Regions from separate parts of the Hordeum vulgare genome. Here region 1 is linked to region 2. The links are chromatin contacts, called in public Hi-C maps. All regions are on one chromosome and are shown on one strand. The core of a region is the stretch at or near the end of the contact, and the rest is flanking DNA. Distances in the headings are between cores, read along the strand shown.

Region 1 (6,707 bases), core at 1,082-3,581, 340 kb after region 2:
CACTCAGCGCCTGTTCTTTCCTCGCTCTAGTTCATTACAACTTCACGCATATTCGGATGCTATGTGGACTAGTGCCCTTGTATCGCCGTTTACTTTCTGCTTACTGTGTTTTTCTTGGTGGTTCTCTCATTGCATGAAAGACGAAGAAGCAGACTGCAATTTCGCGTTCGAGTGCAGAGGCTGGGTTGCGAGCTATGACTCTTTTGACAGCAAAGGTGACTTGGTTGCTCTAATTACTTTAAGACTTTTGTGTTTCTGTCACAACACCTAGTTTGATATTGTGTGACATTACATGTGCTATTAGCATTGCATGCGACCCTATGAAGAATGAGCTCAACAAGCATATCGGCGTTGATGTTTTCTATATGTGCCTTGGTGTGCATAATCAGATTATTGCTCTTTGATATATGCCTTTCGAGTTACGGTTACCGGATTTTTTTACTTAAGCCCAATCTAGAACGCAACATGACTACTATCTCTCCGAACCTAATGTATTTATCCACCTTTAGTTTGAGGGGTGTTAGGGTTATGTCCTATTTTCTCATTGTATGAGGGGTTTAGTTCTTATTTACCCCCCACCCCCACCCCACCCCCACCCCCACACACAGATACATATATTGGCCAATGACCCTGATGAAATACAAATTACATATTTCCTAACAAATCCTTCTACGTGAAAAGAAAAGGACATCACTAACTAATGAATGTACATTTATCAATCCCCGCGAACGCCTTCGGATTGTCACATCCCGATTGAATGCGTGAGAATTATTCTACGCAATGCTATGATTTTTCTCCCATTTTTTTATACTACATGTTAATTTTCGTTTTAGAGCATGATAAATCTCTACAACATCATATCAATTTTGTATGTTTTCACATGGAAATGGAAATTATGGACTTTCACCAGGAATTATAAATTCCCAAAAGCAAAACTCAAATAGATAATCTAACTTTAGTTTTTTAACATTATCGAAAAGAAACTATTTTAAAGCGGTTCTTGTCCGTCCACGATCTTTGAATTATCCATCGGGAGTCCTTATAACATCTACAGCCCACCGTCCCAAACATACCTGATACGTCCGGACGGACCATCCGGTTACCGACCGATCACAAAATTTTGATCCAACAAAACAGTTTAAACTAGGCTCAAATGCCCGAGGTGACCGACACAGCCCAAATATGAGACGGAAGCCTGCCACATGAGCCTGGCCCGCGCTAGCCCGCAACGACCCCACATATATTCTTCCCCGTCCGTTTGTTGGACAAAACCCTAACCACTTCACTTCACTCCCTCCGCCATCCAAGCTCACCTCCGGTGATCTCCGGCCGTCTCCGGCATGACGGGTAGCGGATCCTAGTCCTTCATCTCCAGATCTGTCGATCATGAGCTCATCATACGTAGCCCCGAGGAGGAGTTGGCAGTCCGGCTTGCGCTCCGCCGCTCCCGGAAGGCGGTCGCCCGATGGCAACGCTCGGACTCGCAACGCCGGAAATACATTGCGTCCGCACAACCGGTGCATGGATCCGGCGTCGCTGCCTCATCAGAGGCGATGCGGTTCGTGTGGCGTCCAAACGTCGTGGCGGACGTGCAATCCCTGCATTGGCTCGCCGAGGACGCACAATGGGCGTCTCGGGACGCAAACATGACACGACATACCTGTCGTGCAAGGCAACGGGCATGGAATGCGGCAGAGGCCTTCGTGGCGGTGGACGTTGAAGAGGGAGTGTCGCATTTTCGACGCCTCGTATGATGAATCAGTGCGGGTGCCGCAACCGCGTCGTGGTGCACGTCGGCTCCTCCCATGTTCACACGCACCGTACGAATTACGGCTCGACGAGGAAGAGTAGGGCATGAGAGATGGCGAAAACTCGACTCACATGATCTGACTAGTGTCCCATGTCCTACTCTACCCCGTTGGCGATTGGACGGACGCTACAAGGGACGCAACCAACCGCCGGACATGGACACATCGGAGCCGGACGAGCTCCGCTTACTATTAGGTTTATGTTGTAATGTAATAGTATGGATTTAAGGTTTTCTAATTTAAGATATCCGATTATAGAGGTTTGACCGGTCGGTGTACACGAACGCATCGGATACGTTTGAAAGGTCGAATTTGTTCTCGATGTAGATGCTCTTGGGTCCTGCCTATTCACAGTATTAATACGATGACACCGAAAATGGAGAATCCTAGTATTGGGAAAAAAGGTAAATATTCCATGGATATTGCTGTACTACATATGGCGCGGCATATTTGTTATTTTTCGAAGAAGACGACGTATAGTCGGCAGGTTGTACCTTTCGGTGGCAAAGCTGATGCGATTTGGATGCGACCAAAGCGAGGGTTGCTAAGACAGGGGCCTGGCGTGATCACCTCAAGAGCTATTGTGCCCACTCAGGTCCTAGCCAGAGCTCGCCACTTTTGACCAGAATTTCAGGTGCCATTGTGTCCACTCAGGTCCATCAATGGCGTGCCGCCCAACCGTGGTCGTCGTGCCGAAATGGGGATCCGGCCACTTCATATCCGCGCTCGAAGCCGGCAAGAGGCTTCTCGCCACCGGCCGGGGCGCCTTCACGCTGACCGTGCTCGTCATTCACGCGCCGTCGGAAGCAATGGCGTCGGAGGTCCAGGGCCACGTGTGCCGAGAGGCGGTTTCCGGCCTCGACATCCGCTTCCTCCAGCTCCCCGCCGTTGAGCATCCCACCTGCTGCGTGGACCCTGCTGAATTCGCGTCCCGGTACGTCCAGCTCCACGCGCCCCACGTCAAGGCGGCCATCGCGGGCCTGGGGCCGTCGTCCCGGGTGGCCGCGGTCGTCGTCGACCTCTTCTTCACTGCCCTATTCGACGTTGTCCACGAGCTCGCCGTGCCGGCGTACGTGTACTTTTCCTCCCCCGCCGCGTTCCTGGCGCTCATGCTGCGCCTGCCGGCGCTACGCGAGGATCTGACGGGTGCCGGGTTTGAGGCGATGGAGAGCACGGTGGACGTGCCCGGGCTGCCGCCGGTGCCGCCGTCTTACATGCCTGCCTGCCTCGTGAAAGCAAAGATCCAGAGCTACGACTGGTTCGAGTACCACGGACGCCGCTTCATGGAAGCCAGGGGCGTCATCGTGAACACCTCCCTCGAGCTCGAAGGCTCGATTCTCGCGGCAATCGCGGACGGCCGCTGCGTTCCCGGACTCCGTGCTCCGGCGCTCCACGCGATCGGCCCGGTGATCTGGTTCGGCTCGACGGACGACGAGCAGCCGCACGAGTGCGTCAGGTGGCTCGACGCGCAGCCGCCGGCTTCGGTGGTTTTCCTCTGCTTCGGGAGCATGGGGTCCCTCGACGCCGCACAGGTGAGGGAGGTAGCCGCCGGCCTGGAGCGCAGCGGCCACCGCTTCCTGTGGGTGCTACGAGGCCGGCCCGTCGCCGGCACGCGGCTCCCGACGGACGCGGACCTGGCCGAGCTGCTCCCGGAGGGGTTCCTGAAGGCGACCGCGGGGAGGGGGCTGGTGTGGCCGGCATGGGCGCCGCAGAGGGAGATCCTGTCCCACGCCGCCGTGGGCGGCTTCGTTACGCACTGCGGGTGGAACTCCATCCTGGAGAGCCTGTGGTTCGGCGTGCCGATGATTCCGTGGCCGCTGTACGGGGAGCAGCACCTGAATGCGTTCGAGCTCGTGGCCGGCGTGGGCGCGGCGGTCGAGCTGGAGATGGACCGGAGGAAGGGATTCTTCGTGGAGGCGGGCAAGCTGGAGCGAGCGGTGCGGATCCTGATGGGCGGCGCGTCGGATGAGGGGAAGAAGGCGAGGAAGACGGCAGCGGAGACGAGCACCGCGTGCAGGAAGGCCGTCGGCGAGGGCGGCTCGTCCTGCGCCGCGCTGCAGAGGCTCGTGCGCGAGATCTTGGTTTTGCCGACGGCGGGAAACGAGACCCGCTAGTTTTTTTTTATTGAAAGGAAATTCCCGCTAGTTTTGGAGCAGTATTAAGTTAGTACAAATTTTATACTAAAACAGTGATATTTATTTTAAAAAGGAGGGAGTACTTGATAAACTCTGAAACTATTTTTAAATAAACTTGGCATTTCATTGTACTTGTGACAAAAGTTCAAAAAAAAAAACTACCCTTTGACTTCTTTTTAAAAAGATAAATTTCTGATGTGAATTTATCTTTTCCCTAAAGTCAACATTGGTTATTTTTCGTGAGAATTTATATAGTAGGGCAAAACAAAACCAAGTTTAATCTAAAAATACTTTTGAACTATTTTAGTTTTTTATTTAATTATTAAAGGTAATTTCGTATGTACGATGCATATACAACCAAAAACCAAATTATATTTTCCTAGCGCAAGCGCTTTCTTCTTTAAAACCATGACAATGTGTTTGGATGTAGATATTCAAAACTCCAATGCCCAATGTTTCAAGATATTGGTATTCAGCTTCAATGCCACACTTGTTGTTTGGATGTTCATGTATTGAGTACTTGGAATCCAAGGAAAGGAGCAATGTCAAATCTTGTTTAGATGCACAAAGTGTAGAATTGAGCATTGTGAGATGTATGAACAATACAATTTCTTGTACACGTTGAAAATAAAATATGATCATCATATCATATATATGAGACATGATATATTATAATACAATAATAATTAATTATAATGAACTTGACAACTTGTACGTAACATCATCATATTATAATGAACTTGCCAACTACATGAACTGTTCAAAAAACATTAGAAAACTAAGGTCAAAACTGTATGTAACAGGAGCACATTATGATGAATTTAACAATAATATCAATTGTTGAAAAACCATGTAAAATAGGATCATTTCAATATGCAACAATAGCATATAATGATGAACTTGACAACAAAATGTTATGATAAGGTTGACAACAACATTACATATTATGACAAGTCTCACACAATCCATAAACAAGTCTTGTGCATCAACAATACAAACATGCATACATATTATCCATCGGGAGACATTCTTCTAATTCAATATCAACATCCATTCCTTCCTGAAGTCCATGGGAAGCTCAAAAAGCGCTTGGTACAAGCGTTCGCTAAGGATCAACTTACCATAAGATCGCAATATGGCAGCACGAGCCACTTGAGTGATCATTTCAAGTGTAGCAAGGATTTCAACGGGAGGTGTAACCCGAGACATAGGTAAAGGCTCAAGTGACTTCGTAGCATCATGAAATGAGTCTTTCATATCCCCAAGTAAGCACAGGATAGCATCACTAGTTCGTTGTTTTTTTGGCACTTTCAGACTCTCTTAAGTTGGTCCCGCAATTAATTCTACAACAGTTCCAGCACGTGTGACATCACCTTCACCATTTGCACGATCCTTTGAGTATATGGTGATGATAGCATCCTAGTTCTTAATGACTTGTTTTTGTAAAATGCTATTTTGTTGTTAGCCTCCACACACACACAAACATCAACATGACCTTGTTCAACCACACCTAGCATATTAGTGTTGATAGCTTGTTTCCGGTTCCTATATCTCCCTTGGTCACACATAGGCACACAAGACATCAACATGACACCCATCTAGTGCTCCAAGTGTAATGCCAAACCATTTCCATTTGTAATCGTCCAGGGTTGAGTAGAAGGATCCGGAAGCTTAATGAACTCCCCGGCTATAGATATAATCGATGTTAACACATCATCGAAGTGTGTACTAATGATCCATAAGGAGCGCTTGTATGTGCGACGCAAGATCCTCATTTTGATGTCGTGACCAACTACCAACAAGAACATTGCCACATTTTCTTCCACGGAAACAAACACGCTATCACAAAGACGAGCCCTCTCACGCAACATTGCACATAAGTCATGAAAGTTTATTTTTGTTAAATGGAGCTGATCATAGCATGTTACTTCCTCCCCATCATACAATCCTTTGAGAAAATACTTTCGATGCATTATCCTTTCCTCGTCATCAGTAAAGCTCCCTAAATCCCTTGGTGTCCTCTTCATACTAAGATATGATATCCCAAAAAGAAATGATTCAACGTACAGTTTAGTCAAAACAATAGTTACCTCTTTATTCTTTTATTCTCCTCGTTTATGTAAGCAACCAAGTCCAAGTTAGACATGGTGCACCTACATTACATTTCAGAAATTAGACATGCCTATTTCTTTCAATCACACAAGCAAATTTACATAACAAACATCGCATATGACATGAGAGCATAGCACAAACTATTAATGGATGAACAAAGCTTAGATCTACCTCTAGGACGTGCCACTCCCAGCTAAAGAACCTGCAAATTTAAAAGAGAAAATTTGTTAGGCAGAGGGGCCAAATCAGCTGTGGGGAAGGTAGGGATGGGGGTGGGAGATGCATTCGATGAGACGGATGGACAAAGATGCGGATGGAGATGGGGTCGAGCCGCATGGGGGGTGGGGCGGGTGCCGAGGAGGCTGCGGGGAAGATGTGGAGAGGGGGATGTCGGTGTTGAGGGGGAGGAGGGGTGAGGCCGGTGCTGGCCGGAATAGAGAAGGAACGAAGGGAGAGGAGGGGGCGGTGTTGGCCGAAATGGAGGGGGTGAGGCCGGGGCTGGCCGGAACGGAGGGGGGGACGGGGTGAGGCCGATGCTGGCCGAAACGGAGGAGGAACGGAGGGTGAGGAGGGGGCGGTGCTGGTCGGAGCGGAGGGGGAGGAGGGATGAGGACGGTGCTGCAGGAACGGAGAAGGAATGGAGGGGCAGGAG
Region 2 (7,386 bases), core at 2,054-4,553:
TTTAATTGGAGCACACGATAGGAGAGTGAGGGAGGGGATTGAACATATCGAGGGTGGGGGATTGATCACATCTTGAGTTCATGCCTAATCGGTCCATTACATCGGGGATAGAGATTGGGGAACAACCTACTTGTCTAGCCGCGGCGACCCTGGAGTCGCATTGAGCGGCGATGGGGCGTAGGCTTATTTTATTCTTTGTGACCGTCTTCTTTCTCTTCGTCTTTTTCACACTGTCTTCTTCCTCATCGTCATGGTCAGGAACGATGGGTTTTGCACGGTCGCTTGCCGCCGGCGTCGTGGCCACCATCCGCACCTCATCGTCTTCCTCCGCCGGATCCACCACAGTTCATGTCGTCTAGTACACCGCAACATGGTCGTCATTGGGACGCTTGTACTTCCTATACTTGGCTTAGTTGGCCCCGTGACGAGCGTCGCCTGATTCATGGCCCAACGAAGGACGTCGACACACAAAGCGCATTTCGCTGGGTCAGGAATCAACGTCTTCAACTCCTTCGTTGTCGCCTTCTTCATCATAGTGTCGGCCTCCTTGTGCACTTCAACCATGCTCGTGAAGTTCGAGCACACTTCCATTGTTTCCTTAAACTTCCTGCAGTCATTGAGCAAGCACCCGATGAAGAATGCCCTTCATCACATGCCCTATGGGAAAGGGTTGGGGTTAGAGTTCATGGTGAGGGAGAGGTGGTGAAACAAAAAGGTTGAAGAAGAGAGGGGGTGAAAATGAGAGAGGAGGTGAAAATGAGAGAGGATTCGATTGCGGTGTTGGGTAAGAGCGTCTCTAGCAGATCCCGTAAAAGGGCCGAACCTGTATAATTCCGACGAGTATACGGGTTCGACCCTTTTTCTTGCCAGAATACACAATATATCGCGGATTCGGCCCATAATTGTTTTACCGTGGCCCGCAGAAAGACCCCTTCCACCGCTATTTATGCGGTTTCACCGCTTGGATACGGGTCAAATCCTATCCGCCTCCGCCGCCGCTCCGCCGTGATTCCTCTCCCACTTCGTTCGAATTTGTCGCCGTCGCCGAGCCTAAAAAAACCCTAGCGCCCCGTACCGGCCCCATGGACGGCCACGGAAATGGTGGCGATGACGCGGAGCACCGCCGCCGCCGCATCTCCGACGCTGCATGCAAGCGGGGGGCATGGAGGTGGCTCAACTACGGTAGCCAGCTGCCCTCGGCTTTCAAATGCCGCGAGCTCGACGAGTACGAGCGCGAGCTCGCGGTCCAACGCCGCGCCTCCTCTGGCTCCTCTACTGCTTTGAGGTCGTCCGCAGTCGCTCGAGCTCGTGGCGGATCACTCCGGTCAAGAGAGAGCCGGAGAAGCTGAGGCCGCTCGCCGTCAAGATCGAGGCCAATGCTGACCCGCCGCATCGAGGCGTCATCGGCCCCGAAGACTACCTCCTCCCGGGGCAGGAGGACCACCTTGTGCGCGCCATCATGGAGTGCTGGGTGAGGGAGGCGTAGGAGACCGAGACGCGCATCCGCCACGAGCTCGAGGATTGAGGAGATCTCCCTCGAGCAGGGCTTCGCGGCGTCGCAGGCGCACGCGTCCATGGAGGCCGACCCGCGCGTCATGAAGGCCGAGCAGGCCAAGGTCTGGATCGACCTCGACTCCGACGAGGATTGAGATCCTCTAGCTCCTTCGTCGCGTCATCGCTACCATACCCATCGCTTTTGGTAGCCTAGGCTCGGGTACGCTGCACGGCCCGCAGATCCCCCCTCCTACGTAGTAGTGTGATGTAGTTGGATGAGGAACTATATATCTATGTTGTCTATGATGATCAACTATGTATGATGAATGTCTTTGCTTGCAAGTTTCTCCCATGAATGTTTTTTTTCCAAAATTTACAGTTTCATATATGGGGACTGATGTGCAGCGCACGAATTCGCCCACAAATCTGCTCAGCAGTGAGGTGTAAACGCATTTTGTGGCTCGATATTATACGGGGTCTGTTAGAGATGCTCTAAGAAGTGTGGGTAAATATATGAGAGTTAGGCCGGTAGGAATGAATGTTGACCTTTGAATTGCGTGTTGTCGATAATGCAGATGGGCAAGGGCAAGGAGGTGGTGCCACCATTGAAGAAGGGCAAGGAGGTGGTGACGCCATTGGTGGACGCCCTGGTGCAGGATCCCCTAACGCCAAGCGAAGGAACTACGTGCACTACCATGAGGAGGCAGGACCAACCCGCTTCTGCAAGGTGATCTTTCCTCGAAAGCTATAGGCTCTATCTTTGCCTCTGGACTTCATGAACCACTTCTCCGTCGTGCCTACAGAGTTCAGTCTGAAGACGAACACCGGCTTCGTTGCCGTTCACCAGGTCAGAATCGGGTACATGCTGACTTTCAAGTTGCTCACCCGAACACCATGAAGGTGTTTGTCTTTAACGACGACGACGTGGAGGTGGTCATCAAGTGCAAGAAGCACAGCGAGGCCTTTGCCGTGACCGCGTAAATGACCTCTCGTTTTAGTTCCGTGTTGCGAGTTGTTCGTTTAAGACTATTATGTACTACGATATCGCTTAAAATTTATTGTACTATGTTCAACTTTTGTGCGTGGTTAAACTTTAATGTGTGCTTAAGTTTGTTCCGATTGCTTTATTTTTATGCATCTGGTAACCTCATCATATAGAGGAGGAGGTTACCACACTATGGTTCTGGATGTAACCAAATAATCGGACCTGTGTTTCGTCTCAAACCAAACCACAACCAAATACATGCCTTCCTTTTCGGCACATGCAGTCTAGAGTGAATTCAAGGAACCAATCAATATGAAGATATTGATTTTTTATCTGTATATGCTTAATCAGACTCAACTGAAACAAATATGTGAAGTACCAAAAACCATGCAGGTAACGTTCCAGCTGGGCTCGATCTTTCTGGGCAGATTCTAGTCTAGGATCAAAACCCCATCGCGCCGTTCCATGTCAACGTGCAAGCAGCGCTAACCGTCGATGGATGGATATCATGGATGCATCTGCGTAACCACACAATGGTGAAAGGTTTCCTCTCAGATGCGACGGACGAACGCGACACTACTGCTCACTATACTCTCGAGTGAAAGTGGTTTGGCTGACGGACCACACCACGTTCTGGCGTTGCCGCGGCGAGGTTAAACCAAACCAGTACGTACTCCGTCGCATACAATAGAGAATAGACTTAGTCAAGAAGCATACGCTTGGCAGGGACGACATTATGGCCACCCCTAACCGCCACCTTCCCCACCACCGTGAGAGCCATCAATGCCGTCCTCGCCCCGCCTTAAATCCCTCCTCCTACCTCCCCTCCATCCATCACACCGCCCGCACATTGCCTGCTTACTGGCTCCCCGCCATTGCTGACCAAAATCACAACCACCACCACGCATCCTCGCCCGCGGCCCGCGACTATATATATACCCCCCGCGCGCGCTGACGCAGTGGCAGATCGCACAGGCGGCGCGCGGCCTAGCTAGCTGTATTGCACTGTCCACCACCACCAGGCACCATTATCAAATACCTCCGGCGAGAGTTTCAGCGATATTTCTGGAGAGCTTGGCGCGGAAGGAGGAGCGGCGGCATGGTGTTCTTCTGCTTCCTGGTGGACCAGCGGCGGAAGGTGCGGAGCAGCAAGCCGGCGGCGGGCATCTGCTCGCGGTGCGGCGGCTGCGCCAGCGTGGCGGACATGGAGACGGCCACCCGGCTCTGCTACCTCCTCACCGTGCACCGCGTCACCTGGCGCGCCATCATCTGCACCTTCTGCGGCGCCATGCTCAAGTCCTACCGCCACTACCGGCTCTACTAGACCCGCGGTCGTTGACGCTGATTGATCTGCGCGCGCGACGGCCGTCTCCACCCGCGTCCCGTTTGCCGACGGCGGTGGAGCATGCATGTATGTGCCAGCTAGTTTTGTTTGCTCCATCTGCTTATTAATTTGTGTTTTTAGCCGTGCTCTCTAGCTAGCTTGGCCTTGGAGATTGTTGCACTGGATTCTTGTGGTCTTATGTACATATAGTATTATGCAAGGTGGCAAGTCTTGATTAGTACTCCGAGATAAGGTTGCATTGCCCTCTCTTCTCGATTAGTATCTCCGTCAGGAACAATAGGAATTGTTAGCACGATCTCATGCAAGAGAGAAGAGGGAAGCATTAGGATCTCTATTTGTTATCCATCACTAATTAGTTCCTCTTGTAATAGCATGGCTGTTCATACATTTCCCCTCTCCTCTCCACGGCATTAACCGTGTGATTCCTCACAATATTCATCTTTTCTTCTTGTTGGGAAAATCACACCTTTCATCTGACAAGGCCCTACTATCTACTACTGCTATGAGATATTTTTTCCAAATAAACAAGGACGGGGTATATTCGTGTTGCGTTGTCGTCAAATTTGTTCCGTCAATTCCTGCGAAAGATAAATTATTCTGTCAAAAAATTTGCCTGCTGGAGGGGAAAGCAACAGCATTTGGCAAATTGAAACCTCATGCCAGGCCGACCACCAGCAGATGGGCATTAACTGCATGTGCATCATGGCATACGAGGACATATGGCACATGGATGTGGACAGCCCATACCAAACTGCTGCGCTCGTGTAAATTTCGGTGGCCCACGATGTACAATGTCTGCGCCAGCTAGCGGGTCTCTGTTAAGAGCATCTCTCGCACACCTCCACAAAAGCATTTTACAGTTAGACAAAATGAAGTTTTACGGGATGGAATGTTGCGCTGCAAAACAGACCCCACATAATCAAACTGTATAATTTAAAAAAAATCACGGACGAAATTAAAACCACATTCATTACATAGTAGACGATCGTACAAAATACATTCAGAGTGCATCACTTACTAGAAGGGGGTAAAGGTAAGCTAACCTACCGGAGCTACTAGCTATCCTACCACACTATGCAAAATTGAGCTCATCGGAGTCGAGCTCGTGTGGTAGTAGATGCGGAGTGCGCTCACTATTCGTCCTCGTCGAAGGAGAGCTTGACGTAGATGCGCTCCTGCGCAGTCGCTTCGCGGCACCACTCCTCCACCTTGTGGCAGAAGGCGAGGGCCGACGCGAGACCCTGCTCGTAGAGCACGGTGTCAATCTCTCTCTTCCTTCTGGCGGCGCTGCTGGTCCTCTTCCGCCTCCCGCGCACTCCGTGGGAGCAGCGCGGGCAAAAGGCTACCCGCCTCCACTGGGAGGGGGGAGGGGGGGGGGATCCTCCGGTCCGATGATGCCCTCGACACGTCACTCCGGCACCGCCTCGGCCTTCGGCTCCATCTTCACCGGAGGGAGGGGGAGCGCGAGCTCAATGCCTCGGAGGAGCTGTCGGAGAAGAGGCGGCCGCGCGCGCGGTTGTACTCCTCTATCTCGCGATGGAGGAGTGACAACGGCGGCGTCATGCCCCATTGCATGTACCGGCGGGCGGCGCGCTTCCGGGCGGCGTCGGATCTGACGCGACGAGCCCTCTCGGGGTCGTCGTTCCTACGGCCGTCGGAGTTGGCCATCAAGGGCGATGGAATGGAGTGGCTACGCGGCGGAATGGAGGCGCGTGGCGGCGGATCTGAGGCGCCGACAATAAGGTGGGGGACTTTCGCGACGGCAGAGGGATAGAGTTTCGACCCGCATCCAGCGGCCGAACCCACATATATAGCGGTCGAGCGGTCACGTTTACAGGCCACCGCCAAAATTTTACGGGTCGGGCCGCGTTTATAGTACCTGATATGGCACAAAAAACAACCCAAACCCGTATAGTCGCCGGAATTTTACAGTTTCGACGATTATACGGGGTCTCCTAGCGATGCTCTAAAGAAAGTACAATAATTTACAACTGTCGCCAGAGCCCAGATGCCTTTTTTGTAACAAGAAAAGTCACCAAGAGGTGCCAACTTCATTCTAATCATTGGCAAAGTACATCAAGCACTAGTAGAAAAAGGGTCTTTCGGCCGAGGGCCGAAAGACCATTAGTCCCGGTTCAAATCAAAACCGGAACCAATGCCAGGCATTGGTCCAGGTTCGGTTCACCTCATTAGTCCTGGTTCAGGAAAAAAGCCGGGACTAAAGATCCACCGACTGCCACGTGGCGTGCCGCAGATCATTAGTCCTAGTTTGTGGCATAAACCGGGACTAAAGGGTAGGCTATTAGTCCCGGTTTTAGACAAAAACCGGGACTAAAGTTCTGCCTATATATACCGTCGCCCCTGCCCACAGTCTCCTCTGTTTTTTGGCTGAAGTGTGCCCCTGCCATATGCCACCCTTGTCACTCTAGTTTATGCACTTGACGTGTTCGATGAAATGCCCGAGCCACACTAGTTAAGCTTTCTCCTCTCCAAACTCGACCTCCAAACTCCATTTTTCTCAATATTTGTCTACGTTTGGCCGTGCACCAACTCCACAAGTGTTTTAAAAGATTAGCTACTTCATTCTTTCATGTGTCACTTCTAGTTTAGCTCATTTGAAATGCTTAAATTAACTTCTTAGAGTCTGCACATATGTAGGGTGCCGTCCTGTGCCCGTCCTCACCGTTGTCTATCACCCTGCGCCGATCTCGTCGCGAGCACCACCGTGGTGAGCCTCTTGTTCTTGTCTTCTTTTTAAAAGAAAAAATCTTACTTGTATGATTCAGATACATACTTGTATAAATTACTTACTTTTATTATTTTTTGTTATTATATAGTACGATGGTTTTGGTATCCACCTTCGTCGGCCCTCATCCTGTCTATGATTCGGATGTGGTATATATTACCTTTTATAACTATTTGTTTTATTTATTGTTTATGACAATTATGACGACCAACGTGACATATATGTTTTAATCTAGGAGGTATGTGAACCGGAAATTCCAACCCACATAGAAATTCTTCTCGAGAAGTTAAATTTGGTTGGAAAAGAAAACAAATACTTGAAGGAAAAATTGAAAATAATTGAGGACAAGAATATGGAACTGGAGTTGCATGTCGTCGATGTCATCGATGATCGCAAGATGAAGATCGATGTGATGTTGTTGAAGATGGATGCAATGCGCTTGAAGACTAGGAATATTAGAAAATATGCCATTGATAAAGAGGCTTGGTATTATTATGCTGTTGGGTCAATTGTTACCTTAGTTGCGATTTTGATCGCATTTGTTGTTGCATTTAAATGTTTTACATAGTTGTATGTTGTTTTATGAGAGAACTTTATATATTTATTTTTGCAATAATAAAGTTTGATCACTACTGAGCTTTGGTTTTAATGTGATGATGAACTTGTATTAATTTGGTCATTTCTTTATTCATGATGTTCTGCAATGGTTTTTTGATATACTTAATTTCATAATAGAGATGAACCGCTAATGGATGTATGGTGACCGGCGCACTTCGGAGTACATTACGAACCGAGTCTAATTAATGCCCGAGTCAC

Evidence for each region. Hi-C and Micro-C count contacts between places; a contact is called where the count stands out from the background.
Region 1: a contact with region 2 is called in a Hi-C map of leaf, with 5 times the contacts expected there. The contact joins the promoter of LOC123429853 here to the promoter of LOC123429852 in region 2. A contact is called at or near these places in 2 of 6 Hi-C or Micro-C datasets (leaf and seedling) and 1 of 1 datasets of contacts at active chromatin or transcription factors (embryo).

Annotation. Positions count from the first base shown.
Region 1 is chr2H:165,177,473-165,184,179 of MorexV3_pseudomolecules_assembly, forward strand. It overlaps LOC123429853 (anthocyanidin 3-O-glucosyltransferase 2-like), which reads left to right and starts at 2,332. Exons shown (of 1, transcript XM_045113828.1): 1 at 2,332-4,074. The coding sequence starts at 2,471. The coding sequence ends at 3,922.
Region 2 is chr2H:164,835,115-164,842,500 of MorexV3_pseudomolecules_assembly, forward strand. LOC123429852 reads left to right here and starts at 3,304. Exons shown (of 1, transcript XM_045113827.1): 1 at 3,304-4,284. The coding sequence starts at 3,579. The coding sequence ends at 3,803.